Linked DNA regions of Sus scrofa: region 1 is linked to region 2. The links are chromatin contacts, called in public HiChIP or PLAC-seq maps. All regions are on one chromosome and are shown on one strand. The core of a region is the stretch at or near the end of the contact, and the rest is flanking DNA. Distances in the headings are between cores, read along the strand shown.

Region 1 (2,700 bases), core at 11-2,510, 160 kb before region 2:
GCTGGAACACATGGTCTGAGAATGTGGGAAGGGTGGATCCTGAGAGCAGAAGAGGGTTTGCCACCAGAATTAAACATGCCAGGCAGATAAAATCTCCTCCAGTTGCCCCTGCCCTGCTCCATGCCTTGGTTCACAGTTTTCCTTTCTGGAATATTGTTCTCTTTCCCATGCTTAATGTTTCCATTCCTCCAATCCTCACCTCCCTGGAAACCTTCCCCAGGCTTCCAGCCCACACAGACCTTCCCCTTCTTTAACTCATCGTCTGCCAGTAGTCAATAAATTTGACTTTATTTTAAAATGAATATAATTTGACTTTCTTCTGATGATATCAAAATAATACTTGTTACCAAACAAATCAGAAAATACAAAGACGAAATCCCATTACTTCTAGGAAGGTGACTCTGTTCCCAGGCCTGAACTCCGAGTGGAAATTTGGAGAGCAGCAGAGCCAAGAGTGTCTCAGGGTAGGGAGCCAGCACATGCGAAGACTCAGGGGTTCTGAGTGACAAGTGACAGCAGCTCAGGGAGCAGGAACAGAGTGAAAGAGGGTCATGGCTGTGGGAAGAGGTTGGCAGAGGCCTGAAGGCCAGGCCAATGGAGTTGGCTTGTATCCTATGTGAGTCGGGAAGCTGCTGGAAGATTTTAATCAGGTTAGGGGGCAGGCAGGATGGTCTGGCTGTCATTCAGGACATCTCTCTTGGCTGTGGGGTGGAGAAGCAGTGGTGATGCTGGGTCTGCCCAAGGTGGTAGCCACGGAGAGGGAGAGAAGCAGGGAAACTGGAGTGGGTGTAAGGGTGGGGGAAAGGGGCTAAGAGATGCTGGGTTTCTGGCTTGAGCAGCTGTGTGAATGAGGTCCATTTATTGCCACAGGGAAGATGGGGAGTATCAGACATTCTCTCCTAGATGGACCCAAAGTGGATTTATATTCTCACTTACACAGGTTGTATGGAGTTGCTTTGATTCATGCTCTTTTTCCCCACTCAGTGGAGCATCTTTCAACATTAGCAACATATCTCAATAACCTCCTTGGCAATGCCTGCATACTATTCCGTGTAATATACTATGATTTTTTAACCAGTGCTCCATTGGATGGACACTTAAGCTGTTTCTGTACTGATCAGCTGCAGATTGCTTTGTCTCTCAGTCATCTGTCTTGGTTGGTCTACACCTTTTTCAAATCCAGGAGCTATCCCATCTCTGCTTCTTTCCTCGGAGCTTTTGCATTTTGGCCACTAGATGGTGATGTTACACAGTGTCCCCCAGTGGTTCCAGCCCACTGGTCTCAAACCTGAGAGCTGAGCAGGAGGGCATTCAGCCTCCCAACTGTGACCTCCACCCAGAGCAGGACTGCACAGCCTTCCTCTGAGACCCATGGGTGGGTGGACCTCATATTCTCAGTGCCCAAACACTGCCCTACAGGCGACCTGCTTCCCACTTGCAAGCAGATGTTTCTATGCTTCCTTCCCTGAGGAATAAGGGGCTGGCACTTTAGACAGTAGCTTCTGAAATGTGGTATCCAAATTGCTCATGGTGACTGAGATGGCTTCTGGGAGCGCCGGGACCTACATTACCAAAGCTTCTTTGGGATGTTTTTAGAAAAATAGCAGGGTTTTTTTTTTCCATCCGATCCATGGTTTCACAGATACTATTGTTATTTAGAATAAGGTTAGGTTAAAATAAAGGTTTTAAATTTTAATTTAAATTTTAAGTTTAAAGAAAAATCATAGTACAGATAGCACACAAACAAATCATTGACTTCACTGCGGTTATGAGGTTACAGCTATGGGTCTAGGTGAGAAAATATGATGGATTCATGCAGTCTCATAAGGACTGAATTTAAAAGCTTGGACCCTGGAGAACATCAAATTTTAAACTCTTGGAGCCTAGAAACAGAGCCTTTGAGCTACAATATCTTTGATTAATTTTCAAAAATACCATGGGAAGACAATATTTAATAATATATTCTCACAATTCTTGGACTCCATGAAAATCTTGGAAGATTAGACTTAGGGGGTCCTGGACTCCCAGGACCCTCACGTGGAGGGCTCTGCCTCAGGTCTTTTCTCCAGCAGAGGAGGAAATTTCAGTCTGAAAAGGTAACTTGCAGGAACCCTGCTGGGTGGGGGACCTGGAGGCTCTTCCTACTCCTTCCTTCTGTCTCTCCTTCCCTGGTGTCCTGAGACCCCCTGGGGCCCCATGATGCTCAGGGCTTCCAACAGTGGGACCCCAACCAGGCCTCCTCACACCAGCTCTTGCTGTTCTCTTTACCAGCACTACTCTTCCTGTCTCCTTCCTGGGAGCGCCTCCTATGTGCTAGCTAAGTTGAAGGGTTAATTAACCCATGCCCCCTCATATTAACAGGCAAATGAGTGATTTGTGTAAACAGATGTTCTCCCTCACAAGTAACACGTGTTTCCTACAGCATGTTGCAATCTCCAGGGTGTATGGCCAGCCAGTGAGGACAGTATCTGGAAGGGCTGGCTTTCTGGGTGTCTTTCAAATCACTACCTACTTAGAGCCCCAGTTTCTGCTCTTCATTCCCGCCTGGCAATGAAGTGATTGGATCTGGGATTGCAGAGACTGGGACCTGTGGAGAACTCCTGGCTATTCTGTCCTTCCTGATCTTGGTGTTCAGATGTCCATCTGGAAGACCTCATTAGCTTCCAGAGTCCTGAAAATGTACAAATCTTTCCCATCTTT
Region 2 (2,700 bases), core at 88-2,587:
AGCTTGAGACAAGTGCAGGGGGTGGGAGAACATAGTCAAAGTGAAAAGGAGAGGGTGCCAGGCTGCACCTTTGGCGGGGTGAAGACGTGACTGCCTAGAGATCCCTCTGCCTGCCCCCAGAGACAGGCCCCAGGCCCCCAGGGGTGGGTGTGGTTCCCAGAACAATAGCAGAGCCAGGGCCAGCCTGGAGAAGCCAAGACAAACACACTGAGGCTGGGGGGACTTCCTCAAGCCACAGCCTGCCCGCCCCCCACCCACCCTGACTTCCAGCCCTGGCCAAAGACCAGGTTCATGGCTGCTGTGGGGGGCTGGGCCCACGGTCAGCAGGATGGGCCTCATCCTGGCCACAGCCTTGCTCTAGTGGCTGACCTTGGTCCTGTAAGGGGTGAAAGGAGGGAGCACCCAGACCTGGGGGGCTCAGATTCCCAGTTCAGGTCACTTTGCCTCTCTGGGTCTCAGTTCCTTCTTTTGTAATAGCCTTCTGAGGGTCTAAAACTCGGCCCAGAATATGCTGTGGCTTAATTCATTCAACAAATCATGATAAAGGCAGCAAACACTGTGGCACATGTGTGTCAGACACTGTTCTCATTATTAATTCATTTAATCTCCTCATGTCTGAGGTATGTATGGCTACTACTACCATTTTACAGATGGGGAAATGGAGGTTCAGAGAGGTTAATTAACTTGCCCAAGGTCACACAGCTTGTTAGTGGCCAAGCTGAGATTTGATCCCGGGCAGCCCAGCTCTCAACCTCAGTGCCCTGCATCCTCCTTCCACCTCCTCCCCATCTCCTGCTCTCCGCCGTCAGCCTGTGCGGGGCTGATGCTGCCTGTCCCTGCTCTGCTGGGTGTGAGGCCCAGTCCTTTACATGGGCAGTGTAGCCCTATGGATGCCAGGGGGATGGGATCCCACCTGGCCTCTCTATCACCAGCTTCCAGGGCAGCACCTCGGTGCCATACTTAGAAACCAGCAGGGGCAGCCGGCAGGGCCAGACCTGGTTTGGGATCTCAGCTCTACCCCACAGCTCTCATGACAAGGTGCCAGTCCCTTCCCACCTCTGCGCCATGATTTCACCTTGTATGAAATGAGTCAGCGATGCCCCACCCACACACACAGGGTGCTGCGAGGACTCTGGGGACCCACCCAAGTACAGGGCACAGACCCACGGCCCTGAGTCTCTGGGATGTGGGACCTGTGCTGCCCAGGCCTTCCCCACAGAGGAAGCTCAGGAGACCAGCCCCATCTTTCTCCTGCCTGGCCGGCCACCCTCTCCCCACCAACCCTAGGGAATGAGGAAGCCGTGTCTTTGCAAGTTTCCAGGGCAATTGAGCCACAGGGCTTTTGGGTCGAGGGCTCAGAGGAACCACAGAGGTTTGCCAGCAAGAGTGGAAAAATACCATGTCCTGTGGCAAAGCCTGCTGGGCCCCTGCCAGAGGCCCACTGGCGGCGGCTGGCACCAGCCGCTTTCCCGCGAGGATCCCGGGGGAGTCATAGAGAAGCTGAGAGAATGGCTCTCAGGGACTTATCCTCAGTGGAAAATTGTGCAAAACAAGGGTGTCTTTCCAAAGAAGCAGCTGAGTGGTGTGACCCGGTGGGCTGTCCTGTTGTGTGTTTGGGGAAGAACAGATGTCTACACACACACACACACACACACACACACTCACACTCACACTCACACACACGCCTGAAGCCAGCCAGCCTGGACCAAATCCCACCTCTGCCACCTACTGCCCCTAGGACCCCAGGCAGCTGATGTCACCTTGCTGGGCCTTAGTTTCCTCATCTAGACAGGCAGCTGGTAACAGTCCTACCTTGAGCCAAGAGGATGAGTTAACATGCATAAAGCTGTTAGCATAGCGCCTGGCTGCATAAGTGCTTGTGAAACAAATTAAATACGTGGAAACTAGGGAAGCCACCCCCACCCCGGAGGTGTCCTGTCCCTGACACAAAGCTCTCTGGCCACAGCCGATCACCCAGCGTGGGGGCCCGCCAGCTTTGAAGTGGCCGCCCTTGCTCAGCCTGCTGTCAGCAGCCATTGTCTTCCCAGGCGGGGCCTGTCCGCAGGAAGGGAGGAACGGCCTGCAGACTGGTCCTCTTTCTTCTTTCTCCCCATCTATGGCTTCCTGACCCACCCTCACCCTCCACATCTGCCCCGGAGAAGACAGGAAGGGCGGCTGGGGAAACTGAGGCCCAGGGGAGAGGCGGGAAGAGGGCCGCTGCTAGTGTGAGCAGGGGGCTGAGGCCATGCCATCCCGCTGGGAGAGTGCAGAGGTGGCTACAAACCCCCGTCTGGGTGGTCCCAGTTGCCCCTCAGCGATTCCACCCCTCTCGCCCGAGTGGCAAGACTAGGGGGAACCTTAGAGCCCATCTGGCCCAAGCCCTCCCAGGTGGGGAAATGAAGCCCAGAAAGGGCAGTAACTTGCCCAAGGTCTCACTGCAAGCCTGTTGCTGAGCCTGAATTCCAGCCCAAGCCCTGGAGGCCTCTGGGGGGCCGGCTTCCCTGTGGTCTTTGGGAGGATTGAACAAACTGCCAGACGTTGAAGGGCTTTTTACTGCTGTGCTCTTGCTACTAGAGGAGGCTCTGGGGATGTCCCCACTCTACCACTTAAGTGCTGTGTGACCTACGGGCAAATGACGGGCTCTCTGAGCCTTGGTTTCCTCACCTTTAAGGAGATAGTAATGAAACCTATTCCAAGGGT

The links. HiChIP or PLAC-seq counts read pairs in DNA pulled down with a chosen protein or histone mark.
Region 1: an H3K27ac HiChIP or PLAC-seq map of alveolar macrophages shows a contact between it and region 2. The contact joins two enhancer-like sites. A contact is called at or near these places in 1 of 5 promoter capture datasets (liver), 35 of 47 Hi-C or Micro-C datasets (adipocytes, adipose tissue, alveolar macrophages and 18 more) and 2 of 2 datasets of contacts at active chromatin or transcription factors (alveolar macrophages and skeletal muscle).

The regions. Positions count from the first base shown.
Region 1 is chr13:70,276,826-70,279,525 of Sscrofa11.1, reverse strand. No RefSeq gene overlaps it. Among named protein-coding and RNA genes, the nearest start is that of LSM3, 71 kb to the left of the region's middle. Within about 2 kb of position 1,260, at least 9 of the 83 cell types and tissues checked have an H3K27ac peak or open chromatin away from gene starts, as enhancers often do. A contact at or near this core is called in alveolar macrophages, where this site is marked.
Region 2 is chr13:70,116,093-70,118,792 of Sscrofa11.1, reverse strand. The region is part of intron 4 of SLC6A6 (solute carrier family 6 member 6); the gene reads left to right. Among named protein-coding and RNA genes, the nearest start is that of SLC6A6, 16 kb to the left of the region's middle. Within about 2 kb of position 1,337, at least 7 of the 83 cell types and tissues checked have an H3K27ac peak or open chromatin away from gene starts, as enhancers often do. A contact at or near this core is called in alveolar macrophages, where this site is marked.